Linked DNA regions of Sus scrofa: regions 2, 3, 4 and 5 are each linked to region 1. The links are chromatin contacts, called in public HiChIP or PLAC-seq and promoter capture Hi-C maps. All regions are on one chromosome and are shown on one strand. The core of a region is the stretch at or near the end of the contact, and the rest is flanking DNA. Distances in the headings are between cores, read along the strand shown. Region 1 holds the start of HIBCH (3-hydroxyisobutyryl-CoA hydrolase, mitochondrial). Region 2 holds the start of WDR75 (WD repeat-containing protein 75). Region 3 holds the start of SLC40A1 (solute carrier family 40 member 1). Region 4 holds the start of PMS1 (PMS1 protein homolog 1). Region 5 holds the start of ORMDL1 (ORM1-like protein 1).

The links. Promoter capture Hi-C pulls out the DNA fragments that hold promoters and counts their contacts. HiChIP or PLAC-seq counts read pairs in DNA pulled down with a chosen protein or histone mark.
Region 2: a promoter capture Hi-C map of liver shows a contact between it and region 1, with 5 times the contacts expected there. The contact joins the promoter of WDR75 here to the promoter of HIBCH in region 1. A contact is called at or near these places in 1 of 5 promoter capture datasets (liver), 2 of 47 Hi-C or Micro-C datasets (heart right ventricle and liver) and 1 of 2 datasets of contacts at active chromatin or transcription factors (alveolar macrophages).
Region 3: a promoter capture Hi-C map of liver shows a contact between it and region 1, with 3 times the contacts expected there. The contact joins the promoter of SLC40A1 here to the promoter of HIBCH in region 1. A contact is called at or near these places in 1 of 5 promoter capture datasets (liver) and 1 of 47 Hi-C or Micro-C datasets (embryonic fibroblasts).
Region 4: a contact with region 1 is called in an H3K27ac HiChIP or PLAC-seq map of alveolar macrophages. The contact joins the promoter of PMS1 here to the promoter of HIBCH in region 1. A contact is called at or near these places in 1 of 5 promoter capture datasets (fetal skeletal muscle) and 1 of 2 datasets of contacts at active chromatin or transcription factors (alveolar macrophages).
Region 5: a contact with region 1 is called in a promoter capture Hi-C map of fetal liver, with 4 times the contacts expected there. The contact joins the promoter of ORMDL1 here to the promoter of HIBCH in region 1. A contact is called at or near these places in 2 of 5 promoter capture datasets (fetal liver and liver) and 1 of 2 datasets of contacts at active chromatin or transcription factors (skeletal muscle).

What each region holds. Positions count from the first base shown.
Region 1 is chr15:94,940,035-94,942,820 of Sscrofa11.1, reverse strand. HIBCH (3-hydroxyisobutyryl-CoA hydrolase, mitochondrial) reads left to right here and starts at 1,459. Exons shown (of 14, transcript XM_021076263.1): 1 at 1,459-1,666. The coding sequence starts at 1,632.
Region 2 is chr15:93,979,665-93,982,450 of Sscrofa11.1, reverse strand. WDR75 (WD repeat-containing protein 75) reads right to left here and starts at 1,397. Exons shown (of 21, transcript XM_003133536.4): 1 at 1,126-1,397. The coding sequence starts at 1,211. It also overlaps a transcript of COL5A2 not described here.
Region 3 is chr15:94,160,444-94,163,229 of Sscrofa11.1, reverse strand. It overlaps SLC40A1 (solute carrier family 40 member 1), which reads left to right and starts at 1,437. Exons shown (of 8, transcript XM_003483701.4): 1 at 1,437-1,813; 2 at 2,285-2,352. The coding sequence starts at 1,771.
Region 4 is chr15:94,350,247-94,353,032 of Sscrofa11.1, reverse strand. It overlaps PMS1 (PMS1 protein homolog 1), which reads right to left and starts at 1,430. Exons shown (of 14, transcript XM_021075394.1): 1 at 1,311-1,430. It overlaps OSGEPL1 (probable tRNA N6-adenosine threonylcarbamoyltransferase, mitochondrial), which reads left to right. Exons shown (of 8, transcript XM_021075405.1): 2 at 1,392-1,565. The coding sequence starts at 1,453.
Region 5 is chr15:94,375,943-94,378,728 of Sscrofa11.1, reverse strand. ORMDL1 (ORM1-like protein 1) reads left to right here and starts at 1,398. Exons shown (of 4, transcript XM_001926349.6): 1 at 1,398-1,528. The region is part of intron 2 of PMS1 (PMS1 protein homolog 1); the gene reads right to left.

The DNA of each region.
Region 1 (2,786 bases), core at 210-2,709:
CCAATTCCGGATCCTTAACCTGCTGAGCCAGGAGAGAACTCTATCTAATACAAGCACTTTTGAAAAAGGTCTTAGGTGACAAAATTTGCCCAAAGGCACTAAACTATTAGTGTGCTAGAGGCAGATCAGGACCGACTACATAATTTGTGGGGCTTAGTGCAAAATGAAAATGCATAGTCCCTTGTTCAAAAATTACTAAGAGCAGAGCATTAAATCAAACGCAGGGTCCTTCTAAGCATGGAGCCTTGTGAGACCCTGGTTGCACACCCATGAAGCTAGGGGAACAGGGAAGATTTGATCTTGGGCTTACAAGAAAGCTCACGTTCTTTCCAATAAACCACGCTGATGATTTTTTTTTTCTTTCTGCACACTGAATGAGGGCGATGTCAGATGCTGATGTCAAACAGCAATTTCCTGTGCCAATTAAAAACTGAATTGCAGGTCAGGAGTTCTTCCTGTGATGTCTGTTTGTCCTCTGTTCAGTGGATATTTGGTAATTATATTTGATCTAGTAGAAAGGTAACTGCCCTCCCCCGCCCCTCCACCGCAATGTTTGGCTGCCCCAAGGCACATGGCACATGGAGTTCCCCCGGCCAGGGATCAGATCTAGGCAATAGCTGCAACCCAAGACACAGCGGCAGCAACGACAGATCCTCCACCCACTGTGAGGCACAGGGATCCAGCCTGTCACCCAGAGCTCCCAAGACGCCTGGGATCCCATTGCGCCACAGCGGGAATTCCTGGAAAGGGAAATTTTGACCAAAGACTTGATAGTATATTCTTAGACGTCCACTTGCTAAGACTACTTAAATTCTCTCTGAAATTCTTCCCTGAATTCCTCCTTCCTGATAATATTTCGGTGGTGATGAAATTTTTGTTGCTGGACCTTTAGGATTATCTGGATACAGAGGAGCATTCTTCTAGGAATCTACGTAATAGTAGATCCTGGTGGATGAGTTAAATTTTGGGTTCAAGAGTAAGCTGTTTTCTAGAGGCAATTACGCTTTCTCTGTTGACGGTAACTTCTATAACTTTTTCAAAAAAACTGGGACTATTCCAATCCTAATATGAAAGAGGTTCTGCTAAATTAGGCTAGGAATAAACTACATCAAAGTCCTCCTCTCCCTAAGTGCATTTCATCTGATTGATTCTCAGAAAAGAATACTAAATTTACATTTTTAATTAAAAAATCTTAAGATTTCAGAAAGGTCTTTCCCTGTCAATCTATGCTAGTCAGTCTAAGCAGGCTAAGCCTGGAAGAACACTTGGGGTTTTCCTAACAGCCTGTAGAGCATATTCTTTTCCCTCCTAATATTGCATCCGGCATAAGGTATCCGCCAGGTGCTTGCACCCGGCGGAAGCTTTCCTTTCGCTTTTATTCCGGCATGGCCCCGCCCAGGCCCCGCCCCTTCCCACGCTCCTCCTCTCCCGTTCTCAATCTAGTTCCAACGCCTGTAGTTCACGCTCCGCCCCTCGGCGCGGCGCAGCCGAAGTCCCGCCCTGGGCCTCTCTGGCCCGCTGGAGGGCTTGTAGTCTGTGCTCCGCGGCGCCAGGAGGCTGTGGGCGGGTCCGACGTGCGGCGTGTAGAGTCAGTGCGCTGCTGGGGCCGGCTGCTTTCTAGTGTTTTGGCTATGGGGCTGTGGAAGGTGTGGAGCTTCACGTCCAGGTGAGTAAGCAAGGAATATAGGCCTATTGGTTACCCTCCCCCAGGCGGAAATGGTCGGGGGTGGGGACTACCTTACCTTGAAGTTTCGGAGTTGCCGGTGGAGGAGCAGCTCTCAGACCTGAGCCCTGGCCTGCCCGGGCCAACCTCGGCCCTTTTCCAGGTCTCGCTCTTACTCCTTCTGGAACCTTTTTTTGCAGCATCACCTTCGTTTTTAGCCTTTCTGGGTCTTGTGCAGCCTTGACCCCCGCACTCCTTTTTTCCTTTGATTCCCTTTTCTATCCTTCAAAGTTGAGTAAGTTTGGAGGAAAAGCGGGGTTTCCTTTGGAAACTTGGAAGAATGTTGTGGCGTGTTTTGTGTTGCCAGCAAATGCTCCTTCTTTGCCGGTTGTTTGTTGCACCTGTGCGCATGGTGTGAATGTTGTTCAGCACTTGTCGCATGCTTCCAGTGTTAGTATAGGTATCTGGAACTTTTAGGCAAGTGTTGTGGACATAGAGATTTGTGTGTGTGCAAATATGCTTAACTTTTTTTTTTTTTTTTTAAGGGACGCACCCGCTGCCTCTGGAAGTTCCCAGGCTAAGGGTCGAATCGGAGCTACAGCTGCCTGCCACAGCCACAGCAACCCTGGATCCGAGCCACTTCTGAGACCTACACCACAGCTGACGCCACCGCTGGATCCTTAACCTACTGAGCAAGGCCAAGACCCTCATCTTTATGGATACTAGTCGGGTTCGGGTTCATTAACCGCTGAGCCACGAAAGGACCTTGCAGCAAATACGTTTAACTTTTGAAAGTGCTACTCAGTGCAGCTTGAGCTCAGCTGAGGAAACCTGGTAGCGATCACTGTAGAAAGTTAGGATGCAGCAGTTTTGAGGCCTACAGCCTGCCCCCATGCCTTACCAGGTAGCAGCTGGGACCACTTGAAGAGAGAACAGTCTGATATCCTCCACAGCTGAAGTTCCTGGGATTTTTAGCCGTGGATTTTGCCTAGGGGAAGGGGATGGGAGTTAAAAAAAATTTTTTTTTGAAGCTAGTTACTGCTTTAGGGCAATGTGTCTAGTTGTTTAAATTAACATTGTATCCACCAACCTGGTATTCAGTATTGCAGAACAATCAAAAAGT
Region 2 (2,786 bases), core at 148-2,647, 960 kb after region 1:
TAAGGTGTAGAAAACAGTACACTGGAGGAAGAAACTGGATATAAGTTCAAAGTGGTAGAACTCTAGCAATCTCTTGAAGCTTCAGTTTCTTTCTTTGATTCACAAGTATCAACGAAGCCCTCTTTATTGTAAAGACCAGGGATTCCTTTTTTTTGGCCACTAAGCTAATTTATGAAAGCTCCTTCAGTCACTCATGCATGCATTCAGTAGCTATCTGCTAAAGACCCATAAACAAGATATTGTGGCCATACAAACCTTCACAGACCACTATCTCTACTTTTCTAAAATAGAAAGGGTTTTAATTATCCATCACTGACTGAAAATCTCATTTTGTCACTTATAGATGACGCTGACAATACAGCAGTAATAATAATGACAGCTGACTTACATTGAACCATTAAGTGCCAGGCACTGTTCGATGCGCTAAGTATTTAGGCACTTAATCCTCTCAACAACCTTATGAGATGGATTACCAAATACTCCCGTTTTATAGAGGCAACTGAGGCAGAGATTAAGAACCTGCAGAGGCACAGAATAGATGAACCGGGTTTCGAACCCGCTAGTTTAGCATCCAGCTACACTGAACTCCTGATGAAGGGGACCAGGGCTTAAACATGCTTTTATCCCACACAGAATCTAATATTTTCCACGCAAAGCTCCAAAAAGGTGACCAGAATGGTTTTTTAGGGGGTAGGATATGTGGAGAACTCCCAATAATTAATCGTTCAGGAATTCCAAATCATGATTCGGTCCCAAAAAGGGATACTCATGGTACTGCAAGAACAGCGGCATACATATTTTGTACCTGGATCATTTTCCAGCCGCCCCAACGACCAGCCGATTCTAGACACGTGGGTCCGCTCCCGGGGGCCCCTCAATTTACCTGCAGATCTGGAGAGGGAGAAGCGCGCGCGCCCCAGTCTGCAGTGCCACTGGACTAACAGGTATCTCATTCCTCTTAACAGCTACCGGCTCCTCCTGGGGCCTGGAGTGCTCCGGGCGCGCCCCTTCCCGAGACCAGAACCGCCAGCCCGGACGCGCCGGATAGTTCTTCCTCTCCCCCCCGCTCCCAGGTGGTGGACTCAACGCCCCTCAGCCTGGCGGCAAAGCGCGGCGCACCCATACTTAGAATCCGCAGAGAACACCGCTCTCCTGAAGTTCAATTCGCTGCCGCCACAGCGAACCACGCGGAGACTCTCTTCTGCCACCATCTTCGCGCAAGCGCAGGCCCCGCCCCGAGCTTCCTGGACGGAAGCCGGTTGACAGGGCGTTTGTCCCGCCTACAGACTCCCACTCGGGGCTCTTCTAGGCCTCAGTCTCTATGGTAACTCTTTATGGTAAGACCCTGCGCCTGCAGGGCCATCTTTCGTTTGGGCAACCGCTCATTAGGACGCCTGTGAAGAAAGGTAAAAGTGAAATGTAGTCAAAGACGCAATGCATTTATGTTAGATTCTCCTAAAATTTTATTTAGTACAGATAACTTTCTCTCTGGATTTATCAGTCTGACTATAGCTTCTTCCGCTGAAAGGGAAAGGTGAACCAAACTGTGTCACGTGACCACCGGTCCTTTCCCATCCTCGCCGAGCTTCCCCTTTTTCTGAATCGGGCGCTTCGTGATGACGCCTGCCTTGTGAGCCAAAAGCTTTCTTGGTCTCACGGTTGAGTTCTTGGGTGGGGAGGTAGAATTCTCTACAGTTGTTTGTTTCTCTCATTAGCAGTCTCTTTGCCCTATTCCTCTAAGCGTAGCTCACGTTCCTACAGAATCTTCGCAGCTGCAGAGCCTTGCCTTTTCCTTTGGACATCTAGCTCCTCCGGGATTCTGGTTCTTATTTTTCTCCCCGGTCGGCCGATCTGACATTCCACTCTATCCTGGCCAAATTCCGTGGTTTTAGCTTCCGAAGCCCTGAATGCTGAGAAAGTTAATGTCTCCACATCCGTTTCTTTTTTATAAACGTATGTGTATCATTTTTGTTGTTCCTGTATATTAAGGGGTGCTCATTTTCATTCATTAATTTAAACATTTACCAATGCCCTCTGTACTGGCTCCCTACCACTCCTAAAGGTGAAGAGCCACTGTCAGCGTCACCTTAACAGGAACAGGAGATCTGCCTTGTACGTGGATCTCCTTAGTCTTTCTGGAGGCAAATAATTATTGAGAACCTTCTACATGTGAGACACAGTGCAAGACAAATGTGATCCCTGCCTTATTACCTTCAATGGGAGAGAGAGACAATAAAAATGTTTAATGTGACAATCACAATTTGTGTGCTGAAGAAAATAAAACAGTAATATGAAAGGCCAGTTTCCGAGGCGGTTTAGGCTTAACCTAATGAATATGTGTTTGTTAAGGTAGTGCACGTTAAAAAACAGTATTTTTAAAATGCAACGTTAATACAAATTTGATATAAAATAATTCAGTGCAGAAGTAGAATGGTCTTGGTCCATCCTACACCCCATGAATATCTCTTAACCATTAAAGGTTTGGCGTGTATGTTTCCTGATGTTTTTCTAAGCGTATATACACCTTAACATTATTCTTGAATGTAAGGCACCATGTATCCCTTTTCCCCCTCTATAATGCTTTCACTGCATTGTATACAGATTTTTATCTCTTTTTCTTAATGACTGCATAGCATTCATCGAGTAAATATGCCACAATTAAGTCATTCTCTCAAAGGTGGATAGTCATTTCCATTTTTTCAAAAAGTGGCAAATAGTGATACAGGGCACAGATTTATGACACTATTGCTGTATGAGGGATTCCTAGAAAAGCTGTGGGGTTGAAG
Region 3 (2,786 bases), core at 188-2,687, 780 kb after region 1:
GACACACGACCCTATTCTCTAATTTTAGAGGACAGACCACAACCTCTCTAGGACTGAAGAGAAAGGACGTGAAAATGTGAAAGAAAGGAAAAAAGAGGGCTTGAGAAGGATAAAAGTTAACAGCAGTAGCTAAAGTGTAAATCCTCTATCTCTGACCTCCAGACCACATCCCAACCGAATCCAGCTGCACCCCGCCCGTCGACCTCTGGGGCTCCTGATCGAGAGTCTAGATACAGGGCATATATTCACGTGTGTCTCCCTTCATTACTAGGTGACCGTCGGGCCTGTGTTTAGGGTGTGGAATCTAGTTGGAGTTTCAATGTGTAGGATCCAGTCCCGGAGCTTCGGTGAGATTGAGAAGGGTAAGGTAACCGGGGGGGCTAAACGAGCTACGGGGGCTTTCGCATAGAGGAGGTAGGGGTGGGGATGGAAAAGTCAGTAAAGGTTCAAGTCTGGTATTCTTTAGCGTCCTTCACCTGAACTTCCAGGACACCGAATGGATGTATCGGGACTGGGATACAACTGGGATAACCGGTATTCCTAGTAACTGCCTGCCAGTTTCTAGGCCATTTGGAGGAGAGGTGGGGAAGGAAGCGACGCGCAGGTGCGGGCGGGGGCCAGAGGGAGCTGAGGGAGAAGGAAGGATGGTGAAGGAGATGCTTGCGCCGTTTCCTCCTGGTTGTATCTCCAGGAAGGATTCAGAGACCCGAGTTCTAGGCTGGTGGCTGGGTTCCTAAGTCACTGCGGGATTTAACCCTTATAGGGTTCCATTTTCTCCTCTGAAGAGGTCTGGACCCTGATCTTTGCGCCCCTTCCTGGCCCTTAATTCTGGTTCTTTGAGGGAAGCCCCGCTACGCAGTCCTGGGAAGAAGACATTCCGCAGGCGGGCCGGAATGGGAAGGCCAGGAAAGCGGCCTCTGTGACATGGACTATGTTTATTTAGCTACTTATATTAAAAGTGATTTTCGTTTAAAAAAAAAAAAAAAGATGTCCCCCCCCCCCAAGCCGGGCCTGGAGTTTTGCACGACCACCTTTGGCGGCCGCCCTCTTCCCGAGTCGGCCAGGCAGCCTGTGCGAAGCGCAGCCCCGCAGCCCCTACCCGGGCTTGGGGCATGCATCTCCCCGCCCGCCAGGCTCCCGGTCCTGCCCTTCCCGGTCGCCTGGCCTCCCTCAGCCCCTCTCGCGGCCTCCCGGAGGAAGGAAAACCCGGCGAGTGGAGCGAACCCGGGGAAGGTCGCAGCAGGCCCGCAGCTTGTTTGCAGCCAGTCGAATGCTAGCGCCGCGGACTGGCGGCGACTCCCGAGAAGGGCGTGGAAGGCGGCTTGGCCCCGGGCCTCGCGCCGCGGGGACGCCCGGGTGGCTCTGAAAGGGAGGGGGCGGCCCAAGAGGCGGTGGCGGCGGGAGCCCCGCCCCGGCCCCGTATAAGTGCTGGGCTTGGGCCGGGCCCGCGGCGGCGGCGGCAGCGGCGGCGGCACAGGGCACCCGACGCGGTTCGGACGCCTGTTGAGCCTCCCACCCGCCTCCATAAGGCTTTGCCTTTCCAACTTCAGCTACAGTGTTAGCTAAGTTTGGAAAGAAGACCTAAAGAAGACCCCGGGGCCGTTTTCCTTTTTTTGTTTTTGCTACAGTTGTCTCGGTCTTTTTGCACAAAGCTGTTGTGTTTTCAGAGGTGCTCTCTTCAGTTCCTTGCATTCCTGCTAACAAGCATCTCCGCAAGAGCAACAGCGGCAGCGGTAGCAGCAAAAGAACGAGTGGGGGTCGCCTTGTGTCATGACCAGGGCAAGAGAGCAAAACCGCCAGGGAGGATGCTGTGGTGAGTTGAACCAATGCAGTGGAGACCCGCAGCTCCAAGCAGGTGTTGGAGGAATGTGGCTCAGCTGTTAACCGGAGTGCTTTGTAGCTCCTTTGACTCTTGTTTTGGTGGAGGTTGAGGAAGAAAGGAATTTCAAGGTATGGGGAAAGGGGCTTGTACACAGGCAAGGATGGAGTAGACTGGGCAATTTGGATTGCCTTATTAAAAATGAAATGGAGTTTAAAAATGTTGAAAACAAGAGGTTGTTTTATTGTATGTGAAGTTATGCAGTTATTTATTGATCAACAAGTCATGCTGCATTTTTAATCAACCCATCAGTGTCTAGGTGACTTAATAAAATATTCGTGATTTACTGCACAAAGTGGATTTTAATAATTATGTTTAATAAGAGCAAATGAATAAGCATTCCAACCTCAGCTCACTCAAGTGACTAACTATGCTTTTTATCTCACCCCTTGTGTGTCTTTGCAGGATCCTTAGCAAACTACCTGACCTCTGCAAAATTCCTTCTCTACCTTGGTCATTCTCTATCTACTTGGGTAAGTGAAAATCTGCAGTAGTTCTTCCAACATACTTGCACAATTTCTTATTTCCTTTCATTTGGTCCAATTGTATTAAGCCATCCTCCAGTTTTGTCATGCAGCTAAAGAAACAAATCAACCAACACACATGCTTTCACGAAAAAGTTATTTTCACCAAAGATGTTTTCCCAAAGGTGTTAGCAAATGCTATTTAATTATTGAATTGTCACACTTTGTGTAGATTGACAACTATCCAAAGACACGATTAACAAGGGCAGCATTAATGGTATTGTTTGTTAAAATGTATTTTGCATTATAAAAGGCTTAATAAATGGTAATATCTGCCACTGAGAATGAAGGGATATGTCATGGACCTTCAGTTTTTTCACATTTGAAGATATTTCTCTATTTTCTTCTTTCGTTAAAACTATAAGTTCCAGGAATTCCCACTG
Region 4 (2,786 bases), core at 181-2,680, 590 kb after region 1:
CAGATAAGGAATCTACCTTTGATACTACCCAGCACAACAGGAATAACTCTTGACAGCACAGTAGAGTATTGGGACAGTGCAGTTTAAGTTGCAAGAAAAGCAATACCACATGTGAAAGATTTCACGTTCAGACTAAATTCCAGTATATGAGAGAAAATAACTTATGACCTATTATATGCAATCAGGATGAGTAATTTTTCCTAATATTTAGGTCTTAATTTTTCTTTTTTCCTCTTTTGGATCAACATTGCATCTTTAGGAAAATACTAGCTATTTTACCTCTGGCAATTAAGAAAACAGACTCCAGAGCAGATGTCCTGACTTCTGATCCTAGCTCTGTACTCACTGTAATGACCTGCAAATCATCCAAACTCTGTGGTCCAGTTGTCTCATCTGTAAAGTGAGGACAGTAACTACCACATGGGATTGTTGTGAGAAATAAATTAACCTGCAACAGTGCCTGGCACATAATAAGTGCTACTTTATTGTTAATTATGGTTATTATAACACAAAAATGAAATTTTTGATGGACATAAGTCCTACCAAAAAATTCTTACTAATACTCAGGTAATTTTAAATTTACACATCTGGTAATTATGAATTACATTATCTGCCATTAGACTATAAGAGACTTTCCTACCTCTTACCAAGGGCTTAATACCATCTCTGACCAACCTTGCATTTATAAGGTCTTTGCTTAGTAAAAACTTAAAAGCCTAGCAGAGGATAAGACTAGAATGGTTAAAAAATTCACATACCAATAAAAACAGACTGAAGGAGGTACAATGATAGGGTTACATACTCTGCTGAAGGTGCCTCCAGAGTAAGCAAAGACCATACAATGCACTACGAAAACAGGAATATTACAATTCTTAAAGGTAAGTAAATATCACCATCCCCCTCGCCCCCTCCACCATCCCAGCACTTTTAAACGTAAAAAAACGAGCCAGCCCCATATCTTTTACTTCATCTGAGTAAGTGAAATTAACTTAGACTGTCAGACCAAAAGAATTTGTGTTTGGGGAGAACTCAGCACAAGTCCTTATGAGTGTCCCTAGTTTGCACTCCATGTCTCTGAAACTATTAGATATCTCAAGACACAACACTTAGAATTGGCGATAGTTTGTCTAGAATGGAATGATGAATAATGCACCGCATACTTTTCTCATAGCGGCGTCCAAATTACAGCCGGAGGCAAAAAATTTTTTTCTTTATAGCGTAATGTTTAGAACTAAATGCTACGTAGTCAAATCTGTGTCCAGTCTCCACTAGATTAGTCACTAGGCATGTGACCTTAAAGGTCTTCTTACCTACAAATCTGGAAGCCTCACTTGAGCTCACGCACAGCATTTTTGGGTTAAGACAGCCTTTCTGCCTGTTATTTACACTAGGAGTGACGCCCTCTAGGGAATTAGCAGCTGACCTTGGCGACAGCACTCTGGCACTGGGTTGATGACATCACTTCCGGGGCGACGGATTCGGGCTTTCTTGCGCAGAGAAGGGCAGTTGAGCGTCTTTGGTACGGAAAGAAGACGAGTACTAGCTACTGGTCCTTCACAAGGAAGGTGGGTAAGATTGCTCACCCTTTCTCCCCACTTTTTTGCGCGCCTAAAAAAGCAGGTCCAGTCACAGCCTCTCGCCGCCACCAGCACTGGCGAAGTACCCAAGGTTCACTTGTGATCTTTCTTGGCCCGAAAGAGAAGGGCTTCGCACAAGTTTCCTTGGCAGGATTTAATGACTATAAATCTAATTTCTCCTGGCGTGTCTGTCTGGGCTGCACCCTCTGGAGCTGTTTGGTTTCCAATCCCTGGATGCCCCCTGCCCCTGTGGAGCAATCAAAGTTCCAATATATATGTATTTTTACATTGCCTCCATTAGTTTGTTAGGGAAAGAGCTTGCTTAACATCTGGAAGATTCAGTTGATTTGGGGGCATGAAACTATATACTTGGCAGTGTGACGAAAACTAGGTGCTTTAACGATGGACTGTTATTTTGGGGGAAAGATTTGGAGCGATCTCTTATGATAAACCTGTGGCCAAAATGATGATTGAATTAAAAATTATAATTAATGCATAAGATAGGTATTAGGTTTGGTCGTTTTAATTGAGATGTTCTTTTTAAGATGAGCTTTATGAGAACACTTTTTTTTTTCCTTCTGTCTTTTCAGGGCCGCACCCATGGCATATGGAAGTTCCCAGGCTAGGAGTCTAATCAGAGCTATATAGCTGCTGGCACAGGCCACAGCTACAGCAATGCCAGATCCAAGCCCCAACTTTGCTGCAGTTTGCAGCAACATTGTATCCTTAACCAGCTGAGTGAGATCAGGGATCTAACCCACATCCTCCTAGATACTAGTTGGGTTCCTAACCTGCTGAGCCACAGCAGGAACTCTGAGAACACTTGTTTGTTAGAGGACTGCATCTTACATTGTGTTTTATATGTCTTATGTGACTTCGATTGTATTTAATTAAATGATTAATTTTTATTTTGAAAGATGATTATGGGAAATGGAAGGCACAAATGTTTATTAGTTATGTTTTGTCTTTATTGTTTGATTAAAAAAAAAAAAAAAAAAAAAAAACGCCTTATGGAGTTCCCCTGGCTCAGTGGTTAATGAATCTGACTAGCAACCATGAGATTGCACGTTCAATCCCTGGCCTTGTTCACTGGGTTAAGAATCCAGCGTTGCCATGAGCTGTGGTGTAGGTCTCAGACGCGGCTTGGATCTCGCGTTGCTGTGGCTCTGACGTAGGCTGGCAGCTACAGCTCCGATTAGACCCATAGCC
Region 5 (2,786 bases), core at 149-2,648, 560 kb after region 1:
GGAACATAACAAGCATTCTACTGTATGTGTATCAAATGGTATATTTTGAAAAGCGGAAGGCTTAGGAGTCACAGCACAGAATGTTTAAGAATGTCAGGAATCAATCTTCCATATTTGCTGAAAGAGTGTTGATGATCAGGAAAATCAGTTAAGAACAGTGAACCTAAAAAGAAGTAGAGATCAGAGTCATAGACTTTAAGTAGAATATAATGAAACAATTTATTTAAAGAACATAATAAATCTAACCCAATCGGTTTCACAGAACCGATAGGAGTTCCTGTGTTGGCTCGGCGGTTAACCAATCCCACTAGGAACCACAGGGTTGCCGGTGCGATCCCTGGCCTTGTTCAGTGGGTTAAGAATCCGGCGTTGCCCCGAGCTGTGGTGTGGGTTGCAGGCGAGGAAGGGACCCCGCGTTGCTGGGGCTGTGGCGGAGGCCGGCAGCTACAGTTCCAATGAGACCCCTAGCCTGGGAACCTCCACATGCCGTGGGAGCGACCCTAGAAAAAGACAAAAAAAAAAAAAAAAAAAGCAAGATATATACAGTCAACATTGTCTGACAACAATTTTGAGATGTTGTTGAAAGCTGTACTGACAAGGTAATAAAATTAGATTTCAAACATGATGCCAAATAATCTGATTTTTTTTCCTCCCCATTCTCGAAAAGGATCAATTCTTGGTACCCACATTTCCTCAGCATATACAACAAGGACCTGTGTTCAGCATGTAGACAGACCCAGAACACCAGTAAAAATTATGCTTAACTGAAAAGTTTGCTTTCCCCACTTGCATGATGCCACAACATACAACATTATAAAAACGTCACACTCACTCATAAGACAGGCTGTTATGGCTTTGAGGGAGTAAAGTTTCTGCCTGGCAAACAACTTTGAGACCTACTGCCAGAGGGATCTGTGGAATGGGCTGCAACAAAGGCCTAAACACGATTTAGTCAAGAAATGCCAAACCAAGCACTAAGGGGCCCACACCTGAACGGAAACCGCTTTCCACGTGTGCGCGCCCGCGGTCCCGTCTTCATCCGCTTCCCGCCCCTTGAGGGGAGGAGGGGTCACCCATGGCTGCCGCCAGCGCTCTCGCCCCGACCGGGACAAGTTGAGGGTAGGAGGCTCTCGCGCCTACGACCATATAAGATTGGATGCCCCTTAGCCACACCACACTACCTTCTTACTCGTTCAAGGTGGGCAATTAACAATCCAAGAGCGGTCCTGGCACCGTCCCAGCAGGAGCCCAGCCCCGGCCCCGCGGTTCTACGACTCAGCCCCAGCGGGCGCGCGGCGTGGCGGGCTCCAAGCGCCGTGCCTTTAGTCCCGCCCTGCCGGGCGAACGTGGGAGTGGCACCGCCCTCAACCAATCCGGTGGCAGCGCGTTCTGTTCTGAAAGCTTTCGCAAGCTGCGCCGCCCCACGCGCCGCTGCGCGGAGGCTGACCACAAGCATTCGGCCGGAGGAGACGCCGCCGCTGCCGCGGACTTCTTACGTCTCTGAGCCGGCCGCCCAAGAGTGCGGCGGGTGAGTGGGAATGAACGGCCGCCGAGGCTGTGCTGCTGCCTGTGGCACTGGGAGCTGCTGGCGCGCCTGGGTCGGCTTTAAGGAAAAAAGTGGACTCCGGCTTCGTTCGCGGCACCCTGTGTGGCTGTGCGGACCAAGTGGCTTCCAGGGTTGCCCCCCAGTCCCGGTCCGGGCCCTGACTGGATGTGCCGCTCGGAGAAGAAAGGGGCGGGGGTGGGGCGCTGTGGCAGTAGCAGCAGCCGCTTTTGCTGAACTTCCACCGGCCGGGGGCTCCAGCCGCCGGTGGAGGGCTGCTTGAGACTGGCGGGCGGGCGGGCGGGCGGGAGGCTCCTCAAAGGGGTCGCTGCGGGTCCCTGGTCTTCAGACACCTATAGGTCTTCTTTACTCTGTGAAGTCATTGTTAGTCCTGAAGTGGCGCGGCAGACTCCCAGAAAAGGTTTTCTGGGATAGGGTTGGGTCAGTTTTTGCCTTCCAGCTCAAATCTAAATTTTAAGCCTCTTTCGAGCATCTTTTTTTTAGTGCTATCCTGTTTAAAGTGGGAAAAGCATTTTGAGTGGCGACATTTTCTAAGTAGAACTCACAGCATATAAAAGTAAGCTATGATACACGATGGATATTTAGATTAGAACCAATGTTTACACATTTAAATTGAGACTTTTTTTGTTTCGTTTTAGCATAACCAACTTTCATTACCGTAAGCCTATATGTTTTTGGAGGGAGAAATGGACAATGAACTCTTCAGAAATGCTTGTTGGATGGAGTTATGAGAAATTCCTCTCCCACTGCTAATTACGTAATAGAAAAGAGTTTATGTACTTTTTTTTTTTTCTTTTTAGGGCTGCACCCGCGGCATATGGAGGTTCCCTGGCTAGGGGCCCAATCAGAGCTACAGTTGCCTGCCTACACCACAGCAAGGCAGGATCCCAGCCGTGTCTCTGACCTACACCACAGCTCAGGGCAACGCTGAATCCTTAACCCACTGAGCGAAGCCAGGGATCGAACCGGCAACCTCATGGTTCCTAGTCCAGTTTGTTTCTGCTGCACCACTACTGGAACTCTGAAAAGAGTTTATATATTTTTAAATCAGCGCTGTTCCAAGTATAATGTAGCTCTGCTTCCCCTTGTCCCCAAATCTCAGAAAGAAGGGAAGGAGGGAGGGGGGAAAGGAAGGAAGAAAAGAAAACCAAAGCTTTAGAAAAATTAACTATAATTAAAATGTGTAGAATAAAAACAATTCGTGAAAGAAAGAAAACCAGAG